4 separate regions of the Mus musculus genome follow, and all the other regions are linked to region 2. The links are chromatin contacts, called in public Hi-C, HiCAR-type and promoter capture Hi-C maps. All regions are on one chromosome and are shown on one strand. Each heading gives the region's core, a stretch centred on a gene start, on an enhancer-like site or on the middle of the called end of the contact. The rest is flanking DNA. Distances are from core to core; before and after follow the strand shown. Region 1 overlaps Tmem135 (transmembrane protein 135). Region 2 holds the start of Tmem126b (transmembrane protein 126B). Region 3 holds the start of Tmem135 (transmembrane protein 135). Region 4 overlaps Tmem135 (transmembrane protein 135).

What was found. Promoter capture Hi-C pulls out the DNA fragments that hold promoters and counts their contacts. Hi-C and Micro-C count contacts between places; a contact is called where the count stands out from the background. HiCAR-type assays count read pairs that join an accessible place to other places.
Region 1: a Hi-C map of B cells shows a contact between it and region 2, with 5 read pairs. The contact joins the enhancer-like site here to the promoter of Tmem126b in region 2. A contact is called at or near these places in 2 of 39 promoter capture datasets (the C10 cell line and liver), 1 of 484 Hi-C or Micro-C datasets (B cells) and 1 of 9 other capture datasets (liver).
Region 3: a promoter capture Hi-C map of pre-B cells shows a contact between it and region 2, with 3 times the contacts expected there. The contact joins the promoter of Tmem135 here to the promoter of Tmem126b in region 2. A contact is called at or near these places in 4 of 39 promoter capture datasets (embryonic stem cells, hematopoietic stem and progenitor cells, liver and 1 more), 2 of 484 Hi-C or Micro-C datasets (regulatory T cells and uterus) and 1 of 115 datasets of contacts at active chromatin or transcription factors (large pre-B cells).
Region 4: a HiCAR-type map of astrocytes shows a contact between it and region 2, with 2.9 times the contacts expected there. The contact joins the enhancer-like site here to the promoter of Tmem126b in region 2. A contact is called at or near these places in 6 of 39 promoter capture datasets (the 3T3-L1 cell line, 3T3-L1-derived adipocytes, hippocampal neurons and 3 more), 2 of 115 datasets of contacts at active chromatin or transcription factors (astrocytes and large pre-B cells) and 1 of 9 other capture datasets (adipose tissue).

The regions. Positions count from the first base shown.
Region 1 is chr7:89,245,099-89,250,458 of GRCm38.p6, reverse strand. All of the region lies in intron 4 of Tmem135 (transmembrane protein 135), which reads left to right. Among named protein-coding and RNA genes, the nearest start is that of Tmem135, 91 kb to the left of the region's middle. Within about 2 kb of position 2,143, at least 139 of the 459 cell types and tissues checked have an H3K27ac peak or open chromatin away from gene starts, as enhancers often do. A contact at or near this core is called in B cells, where this site is marked.
Region 2 is chr7:90,474,077-90,478,809 of GRCm38.p6, reverse strand. It overlaps Tmem126b (transmembrane protein 126B), which reads left to right and starts at 2,815. Exons shown (of 5, transcript NM_026734.2): 1 at 2,815-2,915. The coding sequence starts at 2,835. It also overlaps a transcript of Dlg2 not described here.
Region 3 is chr7:89,336,758-89,341,648 of GRCm38.p6, reverse strand. It overlaps Tmem135 (transmembrane protein 135), which reads left to right and starts at 2,862. Exons shown (of 15, transcript NM_028343.5): 1 at 2,862-3,201. The coding sequence starts at 3,061.
Region 4 is chr7:89,176,508-89,181,539 of GRCm38.p6, reverse strand. The region is part of intron 6 of Tmem135 (transmembrane protein 135); the gene reads left to right. Among named protein-coding and RNA genes, the nearest start is that of Tmem135, 160 kb to the left of the region's middle. Within about 2 kb of position 3,344, at least 80 of the 459 cell types and tissues checked have an H3K27ac peak or open chromatin away from gene starts, as enhancers often do. A contact at or near this core is called in adipose tissue and astrocytes, where this site is marked.

The sequences.
Region 1 (5,360 bases), core at 894-3,393, 1.2 Mb after region 2:
TCATGCTCAACTTCTCCTCTGTCATCACCATCACCACCACTACCACCCTCCTCCTCACCATTATCATCATTGCCCTTTGTACATACTATGTTCTCAGGCATGAGCAGCAGCCACTGCTGTCTGTCCTCTGATTTTGCATCTCTTGTGTAGGAACTTTTGTTAAAAGTTGCCGTGGCATCTTCTAGCAGGCCTGCGATTAGTCCTAGATAGGGGCCAGTGTTAAAGGTCCTGGAGGTGAACCCTCTGTGACGCTTGCCTACAGGCCCGATATTTCTCTGGAATTCTTCCAGTGACTAAGTCTTTCCATTTTTCTTTTCTGGCTTTATGTAGATATTTAACCAAGAGCTAAGCTTTCTGTTCTATTTTTACCATTTCCCTTGTTCTTACCCCAGTTTTCTTTCTTGGTTTCTTGCTCCTTTTGCTCCTTCAGCTGTCTTCAACATTATTAGAATTCACCAAAGGTTGGGAAAACAAAAAGCTAGTAAAAATTCTTGTATATAGCCCACGTTTTCACTCTAAGGATCTTCAGCAATCATCTGCTCTCATTGCATAGTTTTCTGGAGCCATGAATTGAATGCTAACACTCTCTGGGTGGTTCTGGTACTTGAAAGTCCAGCTATCTGTTTGACTACAGGTTTTTTGGTTGGGGACTGCTATGTAGCAATGGAGAGTCCAACATTGCCAGTTCAGGAATTGGATTGTCCCATCTCACAACATTTTTGTATATTTGCAAGAAAATGTATATCAAAAACAATCATTACACTAAGAATCTAAAGAACTTTTTACCACTTCTGTTGATTTCTCAGTGCTTTAACACGGTTTACTATCTGCCCAGTGCCCTAGCACAGGGACAGGCAGACCTCGTCTAATAATAGTGAGTTAGAGAGTTCTTCAAGTGGTTTCTCTTACAGAAAATAGGATAAAAGCTCGAGTATTAGGAAAAACAGTCAAAGGCACATGGGAATTTGCCCCTTCTAAAATAGCTCCTGGCCAGTTTCTCATCCAAAATTACTGAATGAAAGTATTTATAATAATTTACACATGAAGACAATGCTTAAATTTAACTATTAAAGGTACCAAACATTAAGTATAAAATTCTGAAAATATATAATTCAGGATTTAATTAATACGTGACTGGTATTGTTAATTTTTTCAATAATTTTTTTCATCTTATATTATGTCTAATTTAGAAGTTATAAATTTCCATAAAATATATGAAAGCATTTGATGTGTACATGCACATATCCATATATGCATATATAGCATGATATTCTCTGTAGTTTCATCTGTCCTCTGGAGTTGTAGGACATATCCTACCCCCTGGGTAGAGAGTAACAAATGGACAGAGAGAAATATTAGAAAATCAAGGATAAAGAAAATCCCTTGAGATTACTACTGCTGTTTCTTCTCCATACATTTCTATAGATTTTTTGACACGCCCACATGCACACACAGGCACATACATTCACAGTCTTAAACTTAGTATTGCATCTAGGATCTATGAGATTGAATTTCTTATCTGGTATTATTATTAAAAAGTAGTCTTTCTTGATAGTGTTTTATAACAAGGATTTGTAGATATCTACCCACCCATAGTCACATAGGAAATGTCAAATGAATGGTTAGTATTAAACATCTTAAGTGGAATGAAAACTCTAGGAGTGGAACATTTTTAAAAACAATTTTCTGTGAGATAGTTACAAGTACTGACAGTCTTCTACCCCATCCACTTCCCTCCCACACTTGTTAGCACTGGCTTAGGTACAAGTAAATTAAAACCCTTCAGGTAGAGGTCAGAGGAAAATTACACACTCCAGTGCTTTCCAATAGAACCCAGGGCAGCTTAGCTTTACTGGCAGGATGCTTTTAGATTGAGACATACTTAAACTACTAGTGGAAAGAGGTGGCAAGTCAGTTGATTTGAGTACTAAAGATGAGATTTGGATCAAGTTCATTTGGATATTAAAGAAAAAGAATTTTGTCTTCAAATCATGTCTCCCTAGATAGCTTTCCCTTTTATCTGTGATTTGAGACATAAGAGTAATTTGATCCGGTTTTGAGAAACCATTGTTTACTTTATCTCAAGTGATTGCTTGCTACATCCGCCTTCCAGGCTTCCTCTATGAAATCACCTTCCTGAGTTGTCTGGTTTTAACAGAAACCGGAAGATGTATGGCACACTGCGGCATGCCTGTCACCGAGAGTAGAGTAAAAGCAAATGCGTCATTGGTGACAGTTTTACAAGTAGATCTTTCAGCTAGTTTTATGTGCTTCAGTAAAATCTATCGGTGAACTCATTGATGTATAATTTATGTTGGGAGTATGTGAACAACTCCTTTCTCAACAATGGTCTACTTTGAATCTCTTATCAAATTATATTGAAATTGTACTGTATTTTTGCAACTTAGCAGACTGTCCTAAAAGATTTTAGTTTTTAAATTTTTTTATGTTCACATTTTGATGTCAGCTCCTCCACGTCCCAGATCTATGTGTGTTGGCTTGTGCATAGGAACTCTAGGGATTGTAACCTCCCATCTAAACAAATGCACAAAAGGTTGTTCTTATTTACAAATTTTGCTTTAGCAGTTAAGTCCAATTGACAGTCCGACCCAGGCCCCATATGCCCTATGCGTAGACTTGCTTTGCCTCGACAACTTGTAAGTTGCCTCCTTCCTTTGTTGTAGCTCTAGATTTAGTCCAACAGCAATGAATGTTTTCCAGCCTCTGCTTGACTTCATTCCTAGGCCACCTCCTCTCTTCCATCTCCTTGTTTTCTTTTTGCATATGTTATGTACTGTCATTCTGCCTTAAAGTCATTTTTGTCATTCTCCCAAGATTATTCTTTCTTTATTCAGAGAGAAAAGAGGAGCAAAAGGGATTGGGTAAAGCAGAGGTAAAGCAGGGAGTAGGAGGGAGAGCTCAGGTTTATTTATGTTTTCCTTGTGGCACCATTTATAGAGTGCTGTGCATACTTGTAACTCCAGCCTCTGCAGGCTCATTCTTGCTCAGTCTCTGGACTCCCTCTGTTCCTCCTTCCTTTCTGGCCACCCACTTTCTATATGACCATTAAAAACTCAACATGTAGATTTAAAAAAATACTGTGACCAACTCAAAGCCTTAGGTCTGGCCTGGGTAATAGTTGAGCTGGTCAGTCTACCACTCTCTTGCACCTACCTGCACCATAAGGATGAGCTCTCAGCACTGCCCTGGCTGCTTGCTCAGTGTTGCAGCCAGCAACAGATGGGTAGAGCCCATCTTGCTCTCATGCCCTCAGGGCTGGCTTACCTGCTCATGCCAGCAGGGCTAGCTCTAGTGTGCTGCCCATGCAAGGGCTGGCTTGCTCTTGCTCTCCTGACTGCTCGAGCTTGTGAAGATACATATCTGAGTTTTTAACGGTCAAGTAGTCTCCATGACATAGGGCAAAACCTGGGTAATCTCTGGAGAGGAGTCCTAGTGAGGTGTTGCTTCTGTCTCCGACCAGCAGACGACACAGCGTTCTTCTCAAAGCAGTTTATTCAGGAACCTTTCAACATGCAAGCAGGACTCTCCTCTAGCCCCCAATCGCAATCCCTTATATAACCCCTTAACCACGCCCCATTAGCTCAGTCCGCATAATCTCACTTCATTGGCCTTCGTCAAATGGCCTGATCTTGTGTCATGGTGCACCTGCGCAGCTCTCATGATGGACGTGGCTTATTTTCGGGTGTATGAGGAAGTCAGGTGCAAGTCATAAGACTTGGCTGCAGTCCCGGGCGCCATCTTGGGACTACCGCCACACCCGCTCCCCACAGTGAGAATCCAGTATTGCTAGTGTAGTAGAAGCCAGAGACCTCAAAGTAGACCAATAACTCATTGCAGCGAACATTTACAAGGAAAGAAGTGTGGACAAAAGAGCATTTACTGTGGGGCACACGGAGACACACTTCAGCATCCATGACAAGAGGTTTTTCTTTTCTTTTTTCTTTTGGTAGTTTGGTTGCAAGGGCAGAGGACAGGTATAAAGGGTCAGGCAAATGAGTGAGATTAGTCCATTGATGTGAAATTTACAAGGAATCAAAAATTAAATAATAAAAAAGATACTGTGCCGGTGTCTGTCCTCTCTCTTATCTCTGACTTTCTAGCTGTGACTCAGTCTTTCCTCACCTTTTTGGTCATCTTAAAGGATGGATGGCCTTCCGCAGCCTCGTTCCCGTCCTCACGGAGGAAGAAGCTGCATCTGTGGCTCAGTTGGCCTTGCCTGGAAAACTGTTCGCTGATGAGCAGATGACTTCTTTGAAAGTTTAAAAACCTTAAAGTTGCATGACTGTGAATCCTATGCACGGGGTTTAAATGAGTAGCAGGCTGCTCATTTCTTGCCCATGCCCTTGCAGGCAGCTTTTCATGAACTGAATACATTGTGGTCCTTAGGTGTTTTGGTTTGGGTTTCTGAGAGAGTGCTGGGATTTCCTATGCTCACCATCATTCCCACATTTGCTCTTGATTCCGTTGTGGCTGCTGTCGGCTTTGTGCTGTAGATGATGGGAGCTTGGTTAAGATGCTTGCATCATGGAAAAACAGAAAATGTGCTTAAAATAGAATTTAATGATCACTGGATTCTACTCAAATTTACCTTGTAGCTATTATTTAAAACCAAGCAAATCTATACCTTTTCTCACCTTACTTCTAGTTAGGAAGTTTTCAGTGAGTTTTAAGCATTTTTATAAAATAATGTTATTGGAATTTTACAGGAATTGAATATCTAAATTGTTTTGGATAGTTTTAACACCTTCATACTAAGTCTTCCAAACACAAGAACAGAAGATGTATTTGCATTTATTTGTGTCTTAAAGTTTGGATTTTGTTGTTTAAAGTGCACACTTCTTTTAAACCTCCATGATTAAATTCTTTTGTTAAGATTTTTACTTTTTAATGCCTTTGTAAATGAAATTGTTTCCTTAATGTTCTTTTATGATTTTTGCTGATTTGTAGACATCAATGACTGGGTTGTTATTCTGACATTTCTTTTTCTTCTCTCTCTCTTTCTCTCTTCTCTCTTTTTTTATAATTAGATATTTTCTTTATTTACATTTCAAATGTTATCTCCTTTTCCAGTTTCCCCTCCGAATTCCCCCCCCCCAAACAACCCACCCACTGGCCCTGGCATTCCCCTATACTGGGGCATAGAACCTTCACAGGACCTCGGGCCTCTCCTCCTATTGATGACTGACTAGGCCATCCTCTGCTACATATACAGTTAGAGCCACAGGCCCCACCATGTGTTTTCTTTGATTGGTGGTTTAGTTCTAAGGAGCTCTGGGGGTTGCTGGTTAGTTCATATTGATGTTCCTCCTATAGGGCTTCAAACCCCTTCAGCTCCTTGA
Region 2 (4,733 bases), core at 1,566-4,065:
TCATTGACTGTGTTTTTAATACATCTTCCAAACCCAGAAGCCAATGGATTAAATAACATAAAACACCATATGAATTCTCTAGATGTAACCTACAGTTTAGGTCTCTAATTCAATATCATAGCAATCAACATAACTGGACAACATTCGGATCTATACTAGCCCAGAACAATAAACTTCAAAGGTAGTCTAAATTTTTATTCAAAATTCTCCATAAACTTTATTACTGATGTCATCTGTAAAAACATAAAGGTCTCATTTCACTAAGCTTCTGTGGAACAAAGTTCATCTCAGCTAAGGTGAACCCTTAAGCTCTCTGATCTATAATAGACCATGCTCCAGGAACCCCATGGGATTCTGATCAAAGTGATAAGGGTTACTGAAAGGAAGAAAAGAGCAAGTATATGCTTTACTTGAGGGAATTTCCCAAAACATGTTACTGAATAATAAAATAAACTATCAAAGTTGTGAATTACCACGGAAGGGAAGACATACACTGGAATAAACTCAAATATGAAGTCTATTTTTAAGTATAAGAAATAAAGCTATGATTTTACAAATGTTGCCTTATGTTACACCTACATAATCATTCAATAAGTATCAAGCTCATGGGGAAAAACTCCACTGTACAAGTTTCTTTTTAAAAGATTATTTAAACTGAGCTTTAAACCCCAAACCTATAGCACCGAATCTATTCTGATTACAAATGGTGACATTAACTACCTGGTTCATTAATTTACATATGTCTATAGTATTACCTTAACTTTACTATAATAAAATATTACTGAAAAGGTACTACTGAGCAGATATTCATTGCAGTAAATATTTACTCAAAACCAGGCAAAATTTTGCCCTGCAATAGAATACAATTTAAATTACAAAAACCACAGCCAAGAAAAAGGAAAATCATATGTTATGTATGAACCTCATAGCCCACCTTTCTTCTTGACTGGCATTCTTGGGTCTCTCCACTGACTCTGGACTCAAGATCTCTGAGTTTCAGTCTCTGCTTGATCCAGCTGAATGGAGATGGAACCAGGTTAACTGTTGCAAATCTCTTCACCGTTCAGCCTTGATATCCAGGCTGAGTCTTCTATTTCAAATAAAGAAAAAAATGATGCCTTTCTCCACAACCAAACATTACACTGCCCAAGGTCTTCAAAGAAAAAAATAGCAAGTTTTTCAATTTTTGTAAAATATATATTCTTGTTTTAAAAGCTGAGAAAGTTATCTTATGCATAGAAAATGTTACTAAAACTCCTCTTCAGGCAGCAACACTTTTAGATGTTCAATAACTAACTCAATTAAGGCACAAACCAATTTTAGGACGGTTGACTTATTAATTTATACATGTTCGACATGGTTCGTAATAAAGAGCATCAATTTTTAGGAAAAAGTTTAAACTTCCCCTTCAAAAACACTTTTAAAAACGTCTTACTCTAGTCTTTTCAGGGGTGTGTGAGTTTGGACAGTTTTCTGGGGGCAAAAGAGAGATTCAAAGGCCCCCTTCTATTTACTGGTTCTGTTTCTCGCCCCTCAGTAAAACACTATCCAGCTTGTCACTTTCCTATTTTTCTTCTGTGGTCTCCAAGCCCCCAAGGCTTGATCCTTAATGCCCCTCAGATCCTGATCCTCCTGTGTATTAACTGAGAGGATTGAAAAGAAGGAAGGCAATCCCTTGGCATGGAGACATTAAAGTGACAGTGCTATTCAATGGGCACTTGATGCAGGATGATTTGGCGAAGCAGACTTCTTCACACTGGAGTCATTCACATCATGCCATCTCTTCGCAAACAAGCAGCTTCCTATCCGGCGAAGAAAAACACTGAGGCTGCTGGAAAGGAGAAACCAAACCTTCCCCAAAAGGTGTTTTCAGAGACGCTGTAGTAGTATTAGGCATGCAATCACACACTATGCAAATAGTCCGCGATTTCCTAAATGAGAGTGCAGCTGTTTGGCTTCCACATCCACCCTTTCTCAGTCTCTCTCCAATCTACCCACCTTCCTTTTGCAGAAAAGACATTTCTCTGCCACCGCTGGCCACCCCTGCCCACACCCCGATCTTATACAGAAGAGCACCGAAATGTCCTGCACCCTCCAAGCGATGAAGTGTTTCCTCGGGCAAGAGAAACAGCAGCACTAGAAATTATATAACTCTCGAATTTGGCTTGCCTAAGACATGGAGACTGGAGGGTCGGGGGTTGCGGGTCTGGCAGACGCTGCTGGGCATTTCACGTGCACGGAAGCGCGCCTGGCCTCCTCGCAGCACCATCCACCCCTAAAACACTGGCCGACCAGGGCTCTTCGGGGGAGCAGGGAAAAGGGATATTTCTAACTGAACCCTTTCCAAGCGGGGCTTGAGGGTGGACTATGGGGACTGAAGACTGTAGAGAGCAGGCTAGCCCGTGCTGCTGTGGCCGCGCCGGGGAGACGGGCTGGAGGCTCTGAGGAGGAACCTTAGAAACCACAGCCTTAACACACCGACCGGGCCGAAGGAACTACCAGGGCTCGGTTACCCCAGCCGCCCTGAGAAGAAGGCGCGCAGCAACAGGCCTGCGCCCGAACCGCCCCTGGTTCCCTTCAGGTTGGCCAGGCTGACAATTTGGCAGAGGACAAGGCAAGGCTGGCTAGGGGCGGGCCCCTGACCCTGAGCCTTCCTCGGAGCCAATGAGAGATCGCACTTCTGCGACGCCACGCCCAACCTCCGCCCGGCTGGAGGGCGCGGCTTTTGACTGGGTGGGGGAGTACCGGACTAAAGGTACGAGCTGTCAGACAGCTGCAAGTCCCGCCCCAGGCGCTCCGGCCACGCCCTCCTGTCAGTCACGTGAGGCGCTAAGATGGCGGCGTCCCAGCGACCAAGTTGGTCCGAGTCGAAGGTTGCTGGTGTTGTGCAGGAGGGAAATAGGGAAGCACCCCAGGTAGGCGGAAATCTAGGGTGGTGTGGGTCGCCTCCTCGGAGATGATGCACGTGAAGGATTTGAGCAAATAGAACCGAACCCGACTTTATGTAGAGTGTAATCAAATCTCTAGTTCCGAACAGCGTAGACCTGAAGTCTACGCCGATTAAATGCAGCTTGTTTCTCTTTCTCGAGGACCTTTCTTCAATTACAAATACTTTATCGCCTTACCCCACCCGGCCCGACCTCCAGTTCTCTCATTCTGTTTAAGTCTCCTGCATTTTATTGATTTGATGTGTTCTGACTTAACGCAAGGTTATGATGGCTTCTTGAATGCATTCACTTTTTTGATTACCCGAGAACCTAATATCCACCACGGCTGGACAAATCATGTTGAATAAAATTCTGAAGGTCAAATAATACACTTAAAGATACAACACACACACACTTTGCAGGCCATACGCCCACACAAATGCACTTAACGTGTATAAGGATGGTGATCTAATCAGTTGAGTGACTTTGAACTTCCTTAACTCTCAGATTAAACGTTGGTTGTGGCAAAAATCTTCATTTTCAGTTCTTGCTGAAAGACTTCCTTGGAATCTGATGATGGAGCACTTGTCAGGCCTGAAGCCCAGGCGTCTATACCAACAGCACAAAAATAAGTTAAAACAAAACAAAACAAAAAACTCTGGGCAAGTTAATAATCTATATCTCCTTAATTAAGGAGAGTGTAGTGAAACCCTTGCAAATGCCAGATGCCAAAAATATTTGCTGTTGCTTTTGATTATTTCAATATTGACTGTCCTGCAGCCATAATTGTGGGTACCCTTTTCCCCAAAGCTGTCTTAAAGGCCTGGAAATTTTCTGTGGGTGGTGAAGAGGGCTGTTCAGGGAATTGGATGAGAACAGAACAAAAATTTCTCTACGTTTTTTTGATTAGCCATGATGCTATTAATATCTGCCTTCATCGTACACTAGATGGATTGGTTAGAGAATCCTCCTTAGAAAATACTATTTCTTCTTCCATTTTTCCATTTGGATAGCAGAAGGAGGGGGGAGCAAAAGATGTAAGTCTAGTCCCCCCCAAAAAAATATAATTTGTAAAGTATTTTATGCCTGCTCTGCCCACCCCCCTTCTCAGCTATCTTAAAGAACTGACTTAAATGCTGTGTTGTATTAAGGCAGAAATACTGGTCTTTTGATCAATTGTATACCACCTTAAGAAGATCAAGGAACCCATTCTTTGTGTGTGTTGATTTCCTGGAGTCAGGCTCCATTTTTTTTTTCATTAATTTTAGGCTTATTATATGCTCATCACTTATAAATGTTAGCATGTCATCTGTAATGAACCTTTGACTTTATAACTTCTCATGGATTAATCTAGAAAATGTAGAGCAAAAAATAAAAAGCACTGAACTTTGAATCAGTAGACATCTCACTGATGAAATAAGTAAATATTTAAAACCAGAATTTTGGATTTGTAGGAAGTGTCCATATATCTTTGTTTGAATGAAATGGAATACTCGTAAGATACATAAAATGTCATAGTACCAAAGGATTTAACAAGTGTTTCCAGAGACCCAAAAGTCTTATGTATAGCCAGAAACTCAAAAAGGAATCTGGAATGGATTTTCTAATCTCTTGGTGAAACTCTTATGGTTCTTAATGTGGGCAACTATTGGCTTATCACATGGGACACAGAGACCTTACAAACCCTGAGTTCATTCCCTTTGTCCAGGCTTCACAGTATAACCCATAGCTATTTCTGACAAAGACCCTGCCTGCTTTCTACCCTAGGCCCTACTAGAAAACTGAATTGCAACATAAAGTCCAAGA
Region 3 (4,891 bases), core at 1,613-4,112, 1.1 Mb after region 2:
GGTATACAATTTCTATACCACTTGGCAAACACTGTTTTTGTATAAGCTGTGCAAACTCTATGATCTATTATATTCAGAAGTAACTAATTGTTACCACTCATACTATGGGGTGATGTGTGTGTGTGTGTGTGTGTTTGTGTTGCTGGGAATTAAATCTAGGTCATCCAGCCTGTTAGGCAAGTGTTAAACTACTGAGCCATATCCCAACTCTAACTTGGTGTTTTAAAAAGTACCATGCAGTCACCATCAGAGAAGCTTCCTCCTGCAGCAGATGAGAATGAATACAGAGACCCACAACTGAATGATATGTAGAGAGTGAGAGACCTTGAAACAGTCACAATTGGGATGCTGTTATCAAACTCTTCCGCTGAGGGCTCAGGGAGTTATGCAGAAGAGGAGGCAGAAAGATTGTAAAAGCCAGAAGAGATAGAGCACACCAAGAAATCAATGCCTTCCAGACACAGCAGGACTGATGTCTGTGTGAACCCACAGAGACTGCAGTCGTTATGCACAGGACCTGCCTGCACAAGTTTAAGCCAGATGGGGTCCTGGTGGTGAGAGGGGAACTGGACACGAAAGCCCTCATCCTTAATCCAAAAGCTATCTCCAATTGACAACCGCTCATTAAGAAGAAATAAATAGTTTTCTCCATGGATTCTTACTGGGTATACAAATCACCCTTAAGGGAGGTCCCATGTGCGGCAGTAGATAGTCACCATGAAGCACACTTAATGGTCTTTTTGGAGATGTAGTGCCTCACAAAACTTTGTGCATTTTTTTAAAACCTCACTTGTCTTTTCCTTATTTATTTCTCTACCCATTTTATGTGTAATGGTGTGTGTGTGTGTGTGTTTGTGCTTTTTCTTTGCTTGTTTACATTGTCTGACTGTTTATTTTTAAAATTTACCTTTTTTGTTTCCAAAGAGATGGGGTGGGGGGTTGGGTGGGGGGGAAGAAAGCATGGAGTTGGATGGATGGGGTAGTGGGGAAGATCTTAGAGGACACGAAGGAGGGAAAACCACGTTCAGAATATGCTGTATGAAAAACCATTTTCAATAAAAAGAAAATAAAGTGCTGAGGATCACCATATGATGGTCTCTTATTTATATTTAATATTTTACTTCAAATAATCAAAGAAGGGAGGCTTGTGTATAATGCACTTTGTCTTTCACCTAAAACGTTTTTAACATTGTTTCTTGTAGACCCTCAGGCTTTCAGGAATAGATTCTTGATGTTAGTAAGGTAAGCTTGAGTTGTAATTCGTGTGATTGCTGGCACAAGCTTACACTGTGTGTTTCTGATCCATGTCCTTTCTGAGCTGGAGAGCTTTTTAAACACAGTGATTATTTTGTTCCCATTTTTGATTCTATATTGGGCATGTTGAGTGGGGTGACAAAATGGACAGCAGATCTTCAGGGAGATCTTGAACTTCAAAAGGGATGTCATACCATTGGGCACTTTCAGTTGTCTCTCATGGGAAGTACATTCATCTGTGGGGAAGAATGATGTGTCCAGATGTTTGAGTAGCCAGAGGCGACTATGGCTGATGCTATTAGTGTCTCTAGTATCTGTTTTGCCATTTTGTGCAGTGATATAACTATCAGCCTTTAGCTGCCATTTGCCCAAGCTGAAATGTTAGCTGACAGATTTGCATAGGCTTACCTAAAAGTTTCTATCTTTTTTTTTTTTTTTTTTTTTTTTTTTTTTTTTTTTTTTTTTTTACTTTTTGAAAAAGCTAAGGTCTTTTGATAGAGTCCTAGGCTGGTCTCAAATTCAATGCATAGCTCAGCCTGGCCTTGAACTCCAGACCTGTCTGTTTAGCCTTCCAAGTGCTAGGATTACAGATGTGTGCTGCCAGGCACAGCCTGAGAAGTTTTTCTTCCCTCTCCTTTCTCTGGCCCTTTTGGCTAGTGTGTGGATGTCATGTTAGTGAAGTGGTCATTTTATAAGCAGCACAGCAAACAGGTGATAGCTAGCAGGGTATTTAACATACATAAAATGTATACAGCTAGGCATCTTGCAGATAGTTTACACCTGTCTTATCTGTTACTTTTCTCACTTCTAGAACATTAGTTTCTTGGCAGCAGAAACACAGCTTTTCCACATCTGTCTGTCCAGGGTTTCAAACAGGGGCTGGAAAATCATATTAGTTTAGTAAATATTGTAGAAGGAACTGAATAAATATGAGAGAATGATCTAAAGGTAAAGCCTTTCTGCTTTAAAAAGTACAGAATTTACAAGTCCAAAGAAAGCAGGTTATTATACACAAGGGCTATATGGCAGGTGGATTGTCATGGCAATCAGTTTTAGATTAAGCTCTCTAGCCAGGCAGGAGTTCTATTGCACTGCAGCTGCCTCTGCTCTGTATGTTGCTTGGGTGATAAGCACTTGTGAAGGATTCTGTTGCTAGGACTCCATTAGGGGCTGGCAGGTCTCTCTACTGTCTCTTTCCATATAGCATGCATTTAAACACATCTAAATTAGTATTTTCAAGACTTCACAGGCACAATAGAGCTTAGGAGGTTGAGCAAGTAGCAAGAATGTTGAAGGTTGTGTTGCAACCGCAGATAGTCTTAGGTGAACCAATGGGACGAGGGACAACAGTGGTGCAAGTGCCTCCATCTCCCAGCAAAGACACAGAATCCTTTTGTTCCACTACCCTCTGCTCTTTTTGGCCAGGCTTTGACAGGACAAGGGCTGAGCTATATAGCCCGACCCAGGCGGGATCCACCATCACGCTCCCGGTTGTGCTTCTCTGAGTCGTGCTCCTATTCGGAGGGTGAAGGTGCTCGCTTCCTTTGCCCGTCCGGAGCCCGCCCATCCGCGGGAGCGCGCATGCGCCTCCCCTCCCCGCCTCCGTCGTGCGCGCCCCGCCCCCTCGCGCTGCCATACGCGGACGGCCAACATCCGAGGACTCCGGCCTTGAGTAACCTGCTCCCGTGACCTTTTCGCACCCCGCACGCCGAGGCCCGCGCGGCGCCCGCCTCGCCCTTGCGTGTCTGCCGCCCCTGCCGAACCCTGCGTTCCCCTGACCACGCGCAGCTGCCACCGCCACTCGTCATGGCGGCCCTCAGCAAGTCCATCCCTCATAACTGCTACGAGATCGGCCACACTTGGCACCCCTCCTGCAGGGTCTCCTTCCTGCAGATCACTTGGGGCGCCCTGGAGGAGTCCCTCAGGATCTACGCACCCCTGTACCTGGTGAGCAGGGCTGGCGCTGGTGCAGGTGCAGGGCCTCCCGGGGCTCGTTGCTTCTAGGTCAGCTTTAGGGGTGGTGAGAGGCCTGGGGGGAGTCCTAGGCGGAAGGAGGGGGAGGGGACCCCGATGGTGAACTGTCACTGGACACCTGTTGCTAGGATGGGGATGTGCTCTGGACAGGTAGGGTCAAGTGCCTTACACTTGATCGCTCTGAGAACCTGGATTCAGAGACTCTGTGATGGAGAGATGTTGGAGCTGTGTATATATTTAGTCAATGCATGCACACAGTGTCCCCTCAGCCCACTTTACCACTCTCCGGCCCCATTTTCATATGAAAAAGGGTGTTCTGTACACCCCCCCACCCCCACCCCAAGCCTGCTTAGTCACAGATTTTGTCCTTGTTTGAGATGACAGAGATGCCACTTGACGGTTTGTTCTTTCGTAAGTTCCCAGAGTAGATTCCTGGTTTGAGATTTTGTGCGGTGATTTCGTTGAAGGTGTTTTAGTGGCGTGTTGCTGAGGTCATTTTCTTATACAGATTTACAAGTAGGGAAGCTTAGAGAGAGTATCTGGAAACCTACCAGTAACATCGAGAACTGATAAAGATATCTTCTCCTAGTGAGTGCCACTGTGTGGGAGAAAATTCCCACATCCTGGCACTGAAGATGTGCTATTTGGCTACTGAAGTTCATTGTCATTTTCCCATTTGTCTGTATGCTGAGAAGGTAGACATCATTTTTGTATGTTTTGTATGTTTCCTAAAAGTTCGTTCAATACTCAATGAGTGATCCATTCTTATTTCTCATTGAGGTAGTAATTTGGGCTGATGACATCTTTGACAGTATGATTATGTTTGTAACTTAATGGAGAAGTCTAATTTGTAATTATAGACAGAACACAGGAAAAGACAGTGACTCCCTGAGAGGTTGCAGAAGCCAAGTTCCCTTTTCATGATGTAAACTGGTGCTTCCCCACTTTAATGTATTTTAAGGAAACCCCAGGGATCATGTTAGAATGGGATTTCTGATTCAGTAGGTCTTGGTGGGGGCTAGAGAGTACATTTCTGATAAAATCTAACGTAGTGTAGACACTGGGGAATACCAGCCTTGTTAAGTGAAGATCTAGAGCATTGACCAATATAGACGTTTATCTGTATCTATATACATACATTCCCTAAAGACTGTTGTTACTGGCTTTTCTATATGAATGCTGGCCAGCCATTGTTTTATATTTGTTACTATGTTATTATTATTTTGGTGTTGCTGGGATTCTAACCTGTTGTCTTGTACTTTCAAGATAAGAGTCCTGCTGTTGAACTCTGCCCCAGATTTCTGTAAACACTTATAAATACATTGGACTCTTAAACAGCCGTACAAGAAGACTCTTCTAGTCTGGGGACTTAACTTAGTGGCATGTTCAAGGTCCTGTGTTCTGAATCCTTGTCTTGTTCCTCCATCTCCTACCCCTCACAAAACAAAGGCAAGCAGAACTATTCCAGGTAATTTGTTCAAAAATTACTCTTAACCTCAAGGATTAGGAACTAGTTGAAGTGTTTATAATTTAATTTCTCCTGAAATCTATAGCATCATTCGTTCATTCATTCGACACATATTTGTGGAATGCCTGGTATTATATCTACAGCATAAACAATATACTGATTCTATTCAGTGTTAGGGGAATTCAGGGAAGCAAC
Region 4 (5,032 bases), core at 2,095-4,594, 1.3 Mb after region 2:
AGTTCAAACCTGTTAAACCAGATTTGCTGGCATACATTATCCTGGTGTTTGAACCAGTTACCTTGTGGATTGAGTTTCTACTCAGCTGTCAGCGGGTCTCAGCTTTTCCTTGGGTTTTCCCAGCCTTCAGCATAGATTGATGCTTTGAGGAAATGCCCAGCCATTATTCTGTATGTAGTGGATGGCCAGCCTTCCACCAGTTGGCTTTCAGTGTCTGAGGTTCTTATGTGGTCATGTCTGTGCTATTGTGTACCAACCATTTCAGCTGGAAGTGTTCATTTTACCAGGGTTCTGGCCCTCTCTCTGTCCACTTTAGTATTGTCTGTGTAGTTGCAAATCAGACGCATTCTCACTTGTCGTGAGTTCAGCAGCTGTTTCTTAGTCACTACCCTACCTCCCACCCCCATTTTCTTGCCCAGATAGTTGCAAGGCACTTCTTTCTTAGATTAAAGCGTTTCTTCCAAGGTACCCACAGAAAATCTTAGTTTCTTGTTTGTGGATCACAGTTCAGTCTCCCTCCTCACACCCCTTGTTATTCCTTGTCTTTGTGCCCAATTCAGCCTTTGGCTGCATTTCCCCAGCCTTCCTTTCTTTGACACTGGTGTTGGGGTAGGAGGACGTATCTGTCTTCTTGGTAGTCCCTGCTTCCTCAGCAGCTTTGTGTCAGAGTCAGTGGGGGAATCTCCTGAGTGCTTCTTTGGGCAGTTCTTTGGTTTTAGCTGTCATCGCTTATGATTATGGCTTCTTGAGCTGACCTCTCATTTATTTCTTGGACCAAGGGAGCTTCTATTTTCCATTTTACCCACAGTCCTTTCATCTGATTTTGTTCAAAGATCTTTTTGTAATTCTTGATAACACTTGACTTCAGGAGTACTGTACTTTCTGCTGCTTTTGTTTGTTTGTTATAATTTCAGGTCCATCTCTTCTCCATTGATATTTTTGTTTTGACTACTGATTACCCCCTTTAATGATGTGGTTATAAAATAATAGAACAAACCTCTTATTCAGATGCTCTGACTTATGATGGAATTGTGCTTTGATAAGCCCACTGTGAAAATATGTAAGTAAAAAAGGCAGTCCATCCAACCTCTGCCATGTTGTAGCATAGTACACACTCATCATGGTTCCCATTGCGACTCCAAAGCTCACTGGGAAATAGGGCTCACTGGCCTTACTCAGCATCAAAGGAGCCTCATGTACTGTCTTATCAGTAGTCAAGGGAAAGATGAAAAGCCAGAATTTGAGTTGTGGTTCATTTTAAATGCTGTAACTATCTAGCATTGTTAAGGGCTGTTTCACTGAGCATAAGTCATTGCTTGGACCTGCAACTAATTTTTTTAAACTGTAATTATTGACTAAGAAAATAATAAAACACTTGAATACCAAGAGAAGAAAATGCTACAAATGTCAGGAAAGACGTTCTAAGGAAAAAGAAAAAAGTACCTTAAAATGTACTAAATGAATATCTACCATATTCTAGGCTATGATCTTGACCAATGATTTACAGACAACCTCACTGTATTTCCTTCTTGAAACCATCCTCTAGAGTAGTGGTTTTCAACCTGTGGGTTGAGCCCTCTTCAGCAAACTTGTATCTCCAACAATATTTTCATTGTGACGCACAGCAATAGCAAAATTACAGTTATGAAGTAGCAGCAGAAATACTTCTATGGCTGGGGGTCAGCACAACAGGAGGACCTGTATTAAAGGTTCACGGCACTGAAAAGCTTGAGAGCCACTGCTCACTGCACTCTATGGAAGCTGAGTAACTGGCTTCAACTCGTGCATCAGAGACCAGGCTCTACAGTGCAGCAAGACTCCTCCTCCAGCTACTGTAAAACGAAAACTAGCGGGGCTGGAGAGATGTCTCAGCAGTAAAGAGGATTGGCTGCTCTTCCAGAAGGCCTGAGTTCAATTCCCAGCCCCCACAGGGAGGCTCACAACTGTCTATAACTGTAGTCTTATAGCATCCAGCTCCCTCTTCTGGTGTGCAAATGTACATGCAGATAAAAATCCATTAAAAATGCATTAAATCAATCAATCAATCAATCTTAAAAACAACAACAAACCTAAACTAAACCTAGGTGGCTAGAAGGATGGGCTAGCAGTTATGAGCTCTGAGCTATGGGGCTGGAGAGATGGCTCAGTGGTGCAGAGGACTGGCTGCCCTTGCAGAGGAGTAGCTCTATCCCTGCATCGGGCACCCGAGAATTCATGCACATATGTGCAGACACACATATATTTGCACAAAATAAATAAAGTTAAAGGCCTCAAAGGTAATAGGCATTATCAATAATTTTCTTTTGTTTTGTTTGGTTTCTTCTTACTGTTTTACCTTCTCTGGCATTGTTTGATAAACTCTGTACATTGGACATTTGAGTTTTGCACTAATTATGTAGAGAGAGATGGTTTGAATAAAATAAATGAAATCAGAGCTTTAAATATGGATATCAGACATGAAGTATCTGCTTTGGATCTTTTGGCTGTTGAAAGCAAGGCTTTCAGACCAGTCTTAGTTGAGAAGGTGGCTGAGTTTTACTTCCTGAGGTAGAAATGCCAGCAGGACTTGCAACTCTGAAAGCTTCGCAACTCTGAAATGAAACCCTTCCCAACTCCTGGTTTGCTTCCCACATCCCCTTAGGGCCAACACAGGCTACTCTGCCAGCTGCTTCATTATAAATCTGTGAGTTATGCCACAACTTTCAGGAATAAATCCAACCCTATTTGTCATATCCTCCCAAATGTGGTGTAGAGCAGTTTTGGCCTGCTTCTCCCTCAAGGCTGTCTTCCCTGGTGACATGGCTCAGCATATTTCTTCACAGTGGGCTGCTGTGACGTTCTCCCTTCTCACACTGTGCCAAGCTGTTCCCACCTTCATACTTTTTGTTTTGTAACAAGAACCAAAATATACTGAGTATAATAGCCTTGTGCTCTAAAGCACAAAGGCTCTGTGGCGGAATTCCGTATGAACCCAAGTGTAGAATCTTGAACTCGCATGCTGTATTTTCAGTTCCATGTCCCTTCATTACAGAAGGCTGGAGATGTTTATGTTAGATTCTGATGAAGCCTCCTCCATTTAGAGAATTCTAAGAGGTATCTGTTGTGTTTCTAGGCTAAATAAAATGATTCCTTGTTTGTAGTGAAATACTATTTAAGAAATCTTAGTATCTGTGTTCAGGACCCTACCATTTATCTCCTTGGAAACAGGTACATGAATATTATTACATTGAACATTTGTATTTCAAAGACTGGAATCATCATTGTCTGGTGAGCTCAGTGGGGCCCTTTCTGGCTTCACTTGATTCTCCTTTCTGCCTCCTGGGCTCTGGCCTCTGAAGCATGACTTCCCCATTTCTACAAATGTACAAGTAGAATAAGGTGTGGCTCACAGTCAAAAGTAAGTTCCTGCACTTAAGACTAGCAACCAGTACAGGCTTGAGTCCAGAGCCTGTCTATCAGACACTTGGCTGGTGGGTGAACCCAGGCCTTTGACTGTAAGAATGTGGAGCTCTGAGGCACTGTTGCCCAGACTGTGAGAACACATCACTCATAAGATTGGATTTGTGTCTGACAGGATACTAAAAGCTCAGAAACAGTCCCCATGCAGATGTATTGGAAAGCAATGGAGTTTTCACCATGGTAGAGTCTCAGAGTAGAAGAACCTAAGCTCCTCTGGGTCTTAAAGTTTTCACCTCACTTCACTTTCCCTGTGCCCCACAGAGGTCCCTCGTCATGCAACAAGGGCAGTTTGAAATAAAGTAGTTGCTTTTTTCTTTACTCTATTTTGAAGTATATATGTAGTAGAAAATGGTGAAATTGTGTTGAGATGGTTTTAGAAGAAGGAAATAGATATACTTGGAACTCTTACAAAGTCCTCATAGCTCAGCTTTATCCATCTTAAAGGAGGAAAATAGATGAACCCGAATGGTGTACATGTATACATGCACATGGAAGCAAGTGTGGAGACACAAACACAATCCAGGTAGCTGCTGCTGCTGCTGCGAGGGTGGGGATGGAATCCAGCATGTGTCCTATGCCAAGCATAACTACACCCTAAGTTTTATTAGCACCTAAAAATGTTTTAAATCATTTTTGGGGGGAGTAGGCTTCTTAATGTTCTATTCTATTTACTTGTTAATTGTTGGATAGTATGATTTTCTTAAAATGACATTGTATGTATATCTTTCTCTTTTGAAGCTAGGAAAGTGAGAGCATTTTTCTAAAACTCGCCTTTTTAGCAAATGCTGAGTGCAGTTCCCCCTTCATAGTCACTATACTTAACTCAGAAATGATAATCCACACACGGAAATGATATCAATGACTCTGGAGCTAGGTAAGCTCCTTGAATTTAAATATTTGAGTATTTAGTTCCCTCACTAGTATTTAGTGCCTTTATGTTGGAGAGACTGGCAGAGTGCAGCATCCTACATAGAATATATAAGGAGATATCTTCAGTGCTCTTTTAAATTAAATATTTCAACCTTTCATATACAAATATAGTATATATTCAATAATAGTGACTTAATGTAAGGCTTAAAATAAAATTGGGACCATATCAAGTTTGAGTGAATCATGAATTTGCAGCTATTTTGCATGACTTTGCAGGAATTTTAAATTGTGAAGCTTTTCATTTTCCATTTATGTATTTAGACTATGTATATGTGTGCATGTGTGTGTTACCATGTGTAGAGGGCATATCTATTGTATTTCTATCATGGGTACTAGAGATTCAACTCAGGGCATCATGCTTGGCATCAGATGCCCCTGCTGAGCCATCTCGCTAGCTCCAAGTTATGAAGAATCTTAAAGACCATTCAATCCACACTCTTTATTTATATATATGTATATATATTTTCACTTGGAAAATCCAAGGCTCAGAAACAAATTTATCTTTTAAGTTCCTGTAGTAAGGTCGGGAAAGGGAATTAAAAATGAGTTGTTTGGGGTCTAACCACAAGTCTAAAATGGTAGATGAATATTGACCAGAAGGATCAGTGAAGTAAGCCTCTCGGCGTTGTCCCTAGGCCACATG